Regions from separate parts of the Sus scrofa genome. Here region 2 is linked to region 1. The links are chromatin contacts, called in public HiChIP or PLAC-seq maps. All regions are on one chromosome and are shown on one strand. Each heading gives the region's core, a stretch centred on a gene start, on an enhancer-like site or on the middle of the called end of the contact. The rest is flanking DNA. Distances are from core to core; before and after follow the strand shown.

Region 1 (4,530 bases), core at 1,780-4,279:
GCCTCTAGCAAGGGCTCATTTCAGTTCTGGCTCGTTTCTATCCTCCCTAGAGAATGGCAGTGTTTTAGTGGTTAAATCCAAGAACTTTGTAGTTAGTCCAGACCAGGGTTTAATCCTGGCCTTGGCCATTTACAAGCAGTAAAATTTTCAGCAAACCTCAGCTTCTCTGAAGCTCAAATTCCTTAAAAAACAAACAACAACAACAACAACAAAGGGTTGTTGTGGAAAATTAAGCAAATAGTTTATGCAAAATGCTTAGCACTCAGCAAAAAAACAAGCCGGGGGTTGGGGGAGGGAGGGCTGGCAGTAGGTAACAGGGGACTACCAGGTACCAAAATAGAAAGCAGTAAATTATACAAAGCTAATCATTTTGTTATTTCCATGCTTAATGTATTTGCACATCCATCCCATCTCTCATCCCTAGAGAGCAACTACCTTATAAACCTAACGCTGAATTGCGATTACTCGAAGCTTTTTTTTTTTTTAAAGGTTTCCAATTTTTATCCTAGCTGAAAGAATATGTTCTAACCCCCTGACTCTCCATAATTGGAACTCTAGGAAAGGCACTAGGACTCTAAGCATCCAAAAGAGACCCCCACCTGGAACACAGGCCATACCTTAGTCATGTAACAAAGAAACCAACAGTATATAGGAGTCACACAAGCAAAGAAAAATCTGTACAACTCATACTTACTCGTCATTTTTCACCCCCAAGTCAAAATGAGGAGCCAAACAAAAAATAACAGATTTACTTATTCACATCCCTTATTATATCTCCTAGAAGAACAGGTAGAGGTGAGGTAAAAGACAAGTCTTCTTCCATCTTATCATCCAAAAGGTTCCAGTAGTACACACCCAGTCAAAACAATGCCTCAGTTCGTGGAAATAGTCCTGGTCGCTAGTCAACTAGAATGCTCACTGCAGCTACACAAAGCCCAGTATTTAAAGCTGGACCCAAAGCACTACTACCATTCAGTCAGCCAGAACCTATTTTCAAACTGCCTTTGTACTCCTTCAAATTCCCTCATTCCTCCCCCTAAAGGTTGAGTGGGAAACCAACACTCTGGCAGCAACATGACCAATCCTCCAAAGATCCAAGAACCCCCCCACCCCCCTTAGGCTGGCGTCAAGGCAGAGAGAGCATTTGAAAGAAAATTTGGAAATGAAATAAGAACTACAGCCCAATGGACTGTACACATTGTCCTTTTTTTCTTTGTAACTGCGCTTGCTATAATTAGGAGATACTCCTAATTATACAGACATTAAAATCTTACTGTAGCTCTTGCATAAATTATATTAAACGGAGAAACAAAGTTCTGTTTCCCTTGAAGACACAACCTTGTAAGAATGAACTCATCTTTCAAGAAACACTTTTGTTCTGGAAAAGAAATCCAAGGAAGTATTCTAGTCTAAAAAGAATTGAGGGGTGAGGGGCACAAAATCAGAGGATTATTATACATACATACCAGTTTAAAGCTAATGAGCAGCTAACACAGGCCCATCTTTTTACAATTAGGGCAGTATCTACTGCAGTTAGTTTTCAGACTGATTCTCATTTTCAAAGAAGATGGAAGAAAACATCCAGTTTTCAGTTACTGATGAGTTGGCTATACAATTATCTAGAATCAGTATTTTTGAAAGAATGTATTTGCAAAACAAAAACTAATCTTAAGATTAAATAGAAGATATGAAAGCACAGTCATGAGCCTTCAGCTCTTACAGATTTCTGATTTCATGGCTAATTAACCAAAGGAAAAACTCACCTCCAAAAAACAACTTTCAGTTTGGTTTAAAAGTAAGAATTCCCCTTTTGCTTTCTCAAATGCCTTCTAAACACTAAAGTTGGTATAGGTATTTTAGTCTTAGCCTATCATTATTTTAATCCAAGGCCCTTTCAGAGAGCACAAAGCTCAAAATATTTTCATGTGTATCGCCACTTTACTCAGGTGAACGCAAAAGCATGATTAGAATTTCCTTATCCCTTTAAGCACAGAAACCAAGGGTTATCGTACATGCCAACTCAACCTACACCTCCACAAACCTTTGCCATCAAGGTAGTTGTAGAAGGAAGGAGATGGCGATTCAGTTACCATGGATCCATTTGTTTTCTTTTATAAGGCAAAGCAGGGAGCTAAGTCTAGCCGGAGAATGAGGCTCCCACCCACCGCACCTGGAAAAGTAAAAGAAGGATCCACCCAGGAACAGCAGGGCTGAAACTGATCTGGGCTGTTCAAACTCCAGAGGAAAAAATACCACCATTTAAGCTGCAAAACTCCCTGCAACTTTCCACTTTCACAAATCCAATGATTAAAGGGAGGGAAAAAAAAGTTTTAAAACATGAATAACTAGCTTCCGACCCGGACAAATTCCTTTCCCAACCCACACGCAACATGCCAAAAAACCCAACTTTTGGTTTGGGCTCTGAAAACAGAAGTTTGTTAGCCTAACCTAGAAAAAAAATATGAAATAAAAGAACACACCAAAATGCAAATTTACAGAATTGCCCTCACCCCTCCGAATCTATTCATCTCCCTATATTAGAGAGACCCAGAAGTTTGTTCCTGGTTCTTGAATATTTTACTTTGTTTCAAATATAATACCAAAATTCCCCAAATGAGGAAAATTAATAACCGCTTAAAAGTTACCCATCAGCGTAACAGAATCTCTTGTTTCTAAATTCCCTCCGGTTACCTTAAGACAAAAATTCGACTTGGCTTATCCTCCTTCACCCATCTATACACATATTTTTAAAAAGGCACACACCTCAAATGTGGACTTCTAGAAACCAGTCCTCTAAGAAAGAAACCCAAGCCTTCGTCAACGTGCTGAGAAAGACAAATCCAGCAAGGGAGTTGATTTTTCGCCACCTCTTCCTCCTTTCAGGGTCTTTCCTGCTCTTCTTTCTCTCTCTCCCTCTTTTTTTTTCTCTCAGATCCAACACCTAAAATGGAAGTTGCACCCAGCCAAAGGCTAGGGAGCCTGGGTGGTGACAAACTGATCTGGCAGCCCTACCCCTCGCTTTCCTAAGTGATGTCAGCCCCTGGGAACTTCCAATCGGAGCCAGGCATAAATCAGGGAGCTGATTTTATCCAATAGGAAACTTTATTATAGGAATTAAAAAAAAAAAAAAGGAGAGAGAGGAGGGGAAAAAGAGACAGGGGGAAGTTTTATATATATTTATATTTAAAGTGGAGACTGTACGATCTCTGAGGAATTACTGCAGAGCTGGGGGGTTAGGGGAAGGGGGCTTAGGGAACAAGGGCTTTTTAAAACGACAGGGCCTAAGCGCGTCAGTTCTCTTTGATGCTGGGGTTCTTACTCCTTCCTTTTTGGGTGGGGAAGCAAATAAAAGCTGATTTTATTTGCCTACTGCTATTTAGTTTGTTGCTTTCTACCCTAAAGCATTTTCCCAAAGGAAGACAAGAAGGGAAGGAGAGAGAAATCCTAGAAACAGGACTACAATGTCTTGAATGGGATGGTAGGGGATATCTGAGGTAAACACTCAATTTCATTGTTTTGGTTTAAATGCATTTAGGCTGATTAGGAAAAAATAAATGCTTGGACTTGTTCATACTTTTTAGTGTGTATGCTTTCAATGAGAAGGAAACTGAATCCTCTAGGTTATTGAGGAAAATCAGTCTTCTCATTTATCCCCAAATCAAAATAATGTGGCATTGAGTGGGAGAATAAATGATATCCCATAAACAAGCAATATATTTAGAGTAGATAACAGCATGTGTAAGGAAAAGAAAGTCTCACGTCTAGAAAATTCAATTTATTTGTGAACTTGAAGCTTAAGACATCCATTCCCTTTTTACGCTTGACCTAAATAGAGGATAAAAACAAGTATTCTTTTTCTGAGTTAAGAGTTATATTATAGGAGTTCTCATCGTGGCGCAGTGGTTAACGAATCCGACTAGGAACCATGAGGTTGCGGGTTCGATCCCTGGCCTTGCTCAGTGGGTTAAGGGTCTGGCGTTGCCCTGAGCTGTGGTGTAGGTTGCAGACGCGGCTCAGATTCCGCATTGCTGTGGCTCTGGTGTAGGCCGGTGGCTATAGCTCCGATTCGACCCCTAGCCTGGGAATCTCCACATGCCGCGGGAGTGGCCCAAGAAATGGCAAAGACAAAAATAAATAAATAAATAAATAAAATAGGGGTTAAGAGCATAGATTCTGTAGTCTGACTGGCTTCAAATTTTCCTCCTCTGTGAGTACACTTACTCAAGTAAATGTACTATATCCTCTGTGACCTTGGAAAGGTTATATAACCTTTCTGTGACTCGGTTTCTTAACCATAAAATGGAGATAATAACTATCTCACAGGACTGTTGTAATTAAAATACACACAAAGTTCTTAAAACAATGTATGCCATATAGTATAAATTCAATGAGTATCTACCAGTATCTACCCTGCCCAAAAATAGTGGCAGTGTCTCATCATTGCCCAGTAACTACAACCAATGATAAAGCATCTATCATGTGAGGGCACTTTGCATTCATTATCCCTAACTTCTAAAACACCACCATGGA
Region 2 (4,822 bases), core at 1,151-3,650, 140 kb after region 1:
CTTTCAGGAAGTCTCTGCCCCTCTCTAAGGCTGGATCAAGTGACCCCCCCCTTCCAGGCTCCCACGCAATCAGTTGACTGCCTCTAGCCTAAAGCTTACTACTCTGCATTAAAAATGCATGGAGGGGCTTCATTCTTTCTCTCTGTCCTGACATTTCGAGAGCTTTCTCAAGTGAAAGGACCCCACATTTTCTTTCTAGGGCTGCACCTGCAGCCTGTGGGAGTTCCCAGGCTAAGGGTTCAATTGGAGCTACAGCTGTGGGCCTAAGCCACAGCCACAGCAATGCCAGATATGTACCTCACCTCTGACCTACACCACAGCTCACGGCAATGCCGGATCCTTAACCTACTGCGAGAAGCCAGGGATCAAACCCGTGTCCTCGTGGATACCAGTTGGGTTCTTAATTCGCTGAGCCACATTGGGAACTCCAAGGACCCCATCTCCTTATGCTGGTGTTTTCTAGAGTCAGTTCCTGGCACTCAGTAGTAAATGTTTATTAACTGAGATGAATGACTAGAGGTGGGTTCAAATGCCTCCGTTCCTTCATCTCTATCTACCTTTTTTTTTTTCTCCCTACCTTATGGGATTGTGGATAGTGTTCTATTCATTTCTGGCATATAGAAGATGCCCATTAAAGCTCATTGAATTGAATTAAACAGAATTAATCTTTCTGCAAATACATCCCACATCTGAGAGGAGAAATAGTTTGGTTCCAAGGCGCTTAGCTTAAAACCTGAAGGAGATGGAGTTCCCCTCCTGGCTCAGCAGAAACAAATCTGACCAGTATCCATGACGACACAGGTTTGATCCTGGCCTTGCTCAGTGGGTTAAGGATGTGGTGTTGCCGAGAGCTGTGGTGCAGGTTGCATACACGGCTTGGATCTGGTGTGGCTGTGGGTGTGGCTTAGGCCAGCAACTGTAGGTTTTTTTTTTTTTTTTTTTTTTTTTTTTTTTTTTTTTTTTTTTTTTTTTTTTTTTTCGGCATATGAGTTCCAGGCTAGGGTGAATCGGAGCTGTAGCCACGCCTACGCAGCCCAGCAACGCGGATCCGAGCCGCTCTGCCCCCACGCTCCGCCGCGGTCCTTCCACGGCGGCGGGTCGAACCCCCTGGCCTAGCGACGTCCCCCACTACCCACGACCCCCCACGCCCTGTAGTCCATTTGATAGCTTCGACCTCATATGCCGTGGGTGCGGCTCTAAAAAAGCAAAAAAACAAAAACAAAACAAACTTCCTAAACTGTGCTCAAAACTCAAAATACCTGCACAAAATATTTTCTGATTTCCTTCGTCTGGATTGAAAGGGATGGGGAAGATGGGTTCAGTTTCCCCAGAGTCTCCTTATTACCAGAGATTCTTCTCCAGATGCTGCTAGGGCTCAGGGGCTGCTATTCCTAGGCGGCCTCAGCTTCCTCCAGGGGAAAGTGTTTCTGCCCTTACACAGAGGGGTGGAGACTCTTGGTTGTGTACTGGGGCACACAGTAGGCCCGCAATTTGTAGTGGACTGATGGTAAAATAATGGAAGCCTCTGAAGTCCATCTTGGGGTCCCCACTACCCAACTGTCTCCCAAACCTCCACAGAGCAGGCACTTAAACATTAAACCTACCAAAGCCCTAAAGCAAGTGAATGGGTCCAACAGCGCCCCCTTGCGGTGCTTTTCACCAAGCGGTCACTTGGGAGGAACATCTTTGCAGTTCCGCCGCCGAATGCTGGGCAGCACAAAGGAACACAAGCCTCCAGGGGAGGGGTCCTTGAAAAGGCTATAGTCCACGCCGTCTCCCACCAATTTTTAGAGATGGAGCATTGGGCCCAGAGTGGTTTGGGGAAGTGGTTTGCACAGGGGGGCTCCTGGAATTCGCGAGAGGCTTAGGGCGGCGGTCAGACGGTGGAGGCCCCCGAGCAACCTGTCGCGGAGCTGCGTTTGCATAGCACGCATCCTGTATTTTCTTAGGGCGAGTGTGTGTTCGGGGCGGCTGCGGCGACTGGGCTAACGGAGCTGATGGAGACCCCGGCTTGGCCTCCGGCGGAGGAGCTGAAATTAGAACCCGGATGGGCGGACCCCGGCCCGGGAGCACTCGCGGCCGGGTGCACGGCGCCCCCCAGTGGTATGCCGGGAACCGGAACGCCGCGCGCTCCCAGGCCCGCCTTGTCTGCCGACAAAAGAGCTAGAGTTCCGGGGATCCGAGCCCACCGCGCCGGGGACGGGGCGGGTCCTCCCCTCCGTGGCCTCCTAGGCTCTGCCGAGGCGGTGGGAAGCAGGGCCGCCCAGCCCGGAGTCCCCGCGGGTGGAGAGGAGCGTGGGCGGGGCTCCCGGAGGTGGGGTCCCCGGGGCGGGGAGCGCCGAGTCCGCCGGCCGGTGCACAGTCTCGCTGGAGTCCGACAGAGCCCACACTGGTCCCGAGATGACGGCGAGCAAGCGGGTGGCAAAGGTAACCGCGTGTAGAATGACCCTTTCTCAAGGCTCCCCTCGCCTTGCTAGTCCCTCTTCCCTGCATCCCTCCCTTAGCAGTGCGAGCGCGTTTGTTTGTCTGGGTACCAGGGATGGCTGAATCCCTGCCATCTCCGCTCCCACCCCAGAGGAAGAGGGATCTTCGAGAGGGGCCAGAGCTGGAGTTTGGGGGGGTGAGGGCATATCGAGCGGGGGTGTCGCTGGCTCCCTGAGCTGTGCTGGGGATGGGAATGAGCCCCCCCCCCCATTGGTTTCAGTTTCATTTCTTCTCCCAGAAACTTGTGATAACAATTGCGTGCGTCTCAGGTGCGGGGAGGCTTCGTTGGCTTCTTCTTGGAGACAGGCCCTCAGCTGGAGGTGGTGGCGGGTGCGTTTTGAGCAGAGATAACCAGGACAAGGTTCTTGTCCTGGCGTAGCCCATGGCCTGCCCTATAATTTGGTACCTACGTTAGAGTCCCGAGAAGTATGAGATGCTGAATAGGAGGCAGGAGCAAAGTTCTCAGACTGTTCTGGGAAAGAAAAGATGCTAGGGCGATGTCCTGGGGTAGGTGACGGTGTGTTTATTTGTTCTGCAAATGTTATTGAACCTCCTCTGTGCTGGCTCCTGTTTTGGAGGCAGAGATGAACCAAAATCCTGCCCTCACTGAGCTTTCATTCCAACCAGGGATGCCATTTGAAGTGACCTCTGGAAGGATGGAGAGGGGACAGTTTCCCCCATGAGTGGGAAAAACCCAGGTTGTGGCTGGGATTGGAGACAGTTTGAGAAGGTTAGAGCAGTTCTGGTGAGGTGGGTCTGATACCCCCTCAAGCTTTGAGTCTCCTGGAAATTCCCCTCCTATGTACAGAGCAGGGGGCAGGCTTGAGGTGGGTGATTGAGCCTCTGAGAAGATCTCAGATAGGGCATTCAAAGCAGGCTCAGCACAGAGGGACTGAAATCTGGAGATTGGCAGCAAAATGGGCCAGAGGGTCTTTCCAGCCAAATGGGAAAGAATGAGGAGCCAGTATTTATTGCACTGGCACTGTTAAATGAGTGCCAGGCAGCTTACATTAGTTATTCCAGCTCATTCCCACAGCATCCCTGTGAGCTAAGTCATATATCCCCATTTTCCAGATAAGGAAGCTGAGGCTTGGAGAGAATAACTTGGCTCTCCTGGGTCACCCCATAGAGATCGAGGGAGGGACCTTGGACTGGAGCCCTGGTTGGTGGAGCTCCAACCCACAGGTTCCTTCACTGGTTCTTCTACTTTCGTTTTCTATTCTTCTGAGTCAGATGATTTCCTAACAGACCTCAGGACAGAGGCGTGTGTCCTAGCTTGGGTTTCAACATTCCCAGGCTTTGGGAAAGTCTGAACAGAACTCATATAAAACAGATCAAGTCCAAGGGCTTCCAGTTCTAGTGAAGCTGGGAAACTGACCATTTCAGAGCTTCTCTGTTTAACCTGGGGGTTCATTCTTGCTCAGGAGTCACAAGTGATACTGGAACTAGGACTTGTAGTAGAGATGCTTCTAGTTTGGGATAGAAGATGAAGAAAGGGTCATAGATTCCAAGCAGAAGGTGCAAAATGCAGTTTGTTGGCGTGAACAGAGTTGGCGTATGGACTGAAAGATAAGAAACAGGGATAAGGGGGTGTTTGTATGTTGGGGAGGGGCAGAGAAGTTTAGATGGTGCACATGTGAGAAGACCCCTCCCCCACTGTGAACGAACTGGCTTGGGGGACCTTTCTCTCTGCCTTTGTTTACGTCAGAATTTTGCAGCCTTGTCAGTACTCACATTTGGGGCTGGATAATTTTTTTTTTTTTGGTCTAAGGGCTGCACTCACAGCACATGGAGGTTCCCAGGCTAAGGGTCACATCGGAGCTGTAGCCCCTAGCCTACACCACAGCCACAGCCATGCCAGATCCGAGCTGCATCAGCGGGCTACACCACAGCTCGTGGCAATGCCGGATCCTTAACCCACTGAGGGAGGCCAGGGACTGAAGCTGCGTCCTCGTGGATGCTAGTCAGACTCGTTTCTGCTGAGCTATGACAGGAACTCCTGCAGTTGGATTCTTAACCCACTGCGCCACAGCAGCAAGTCCCCATTTCTCCGTTTGTGACAGCCAAAAATGGTTCTAGACATTGTCAGACCTCTGGGGTGGGGGGTGGGGGGTAAAGGAATCCCCTAGTTGAGAACCACTGTTTTCCACCTGTTTGGTGGTCCAGAAAAATGTGACCTTTTTATTTGTTGTTGTTGAGTTTTTTTTTTTTTTCCCTGAGGTCTATTGCAGAGGGGAGAGGAAAGGGGGGGGGCGGGCAACATAGGGATAGAGGAGTAAGAGATACAAACTCTTAGGTATAAAATAAGCTACAAGGAGATATTATACAACACAGGGAA

Evidence for each region. HiChIP or PLAC-seq counts read pairs in DNA pulled down with a chosen protein or histone mark.
Region 2: an H3K27ac HiChIP or PLAC-seq map of alveolar macrophages shows a contact between it and region 1. The contact joins the promoter of UBE2L6 here to the promoter of CTNND1 in region 1. A contact is called at or near these places in 1 of 5 promoter capture datasets (fetal liver), 1 of 47 Hi-C or Micro-C datasets (embryonic fibroblasts) and 1 of 2 datasets of contacts at active chromatin or transcription factors (alveolar macrophages).

What each region holds. Positions count from the first base shown.
Region 1 is chr2:13,206,222-13,210,751 of Sscrofa11.1, forward strand. It overlaps CTNND1 (catenin delta-1), which reads right to left and starts at 3,030. Exons shown (of 17, transcript XM_021083025.1): 1 at 2,764-3,030.
Region 2 is chr2:13,351,688-13,356,509 of Sscrofa11.1, forward strand. It overlaps UBE2L6 (ubiquitin conjugating enzyme E2 L6), which reads left to right and starts at 2,401. Exons shown (of 4, transcript NM_001246215.1): 1 at 2,401-2,427. The coding sequence starts at 2,401.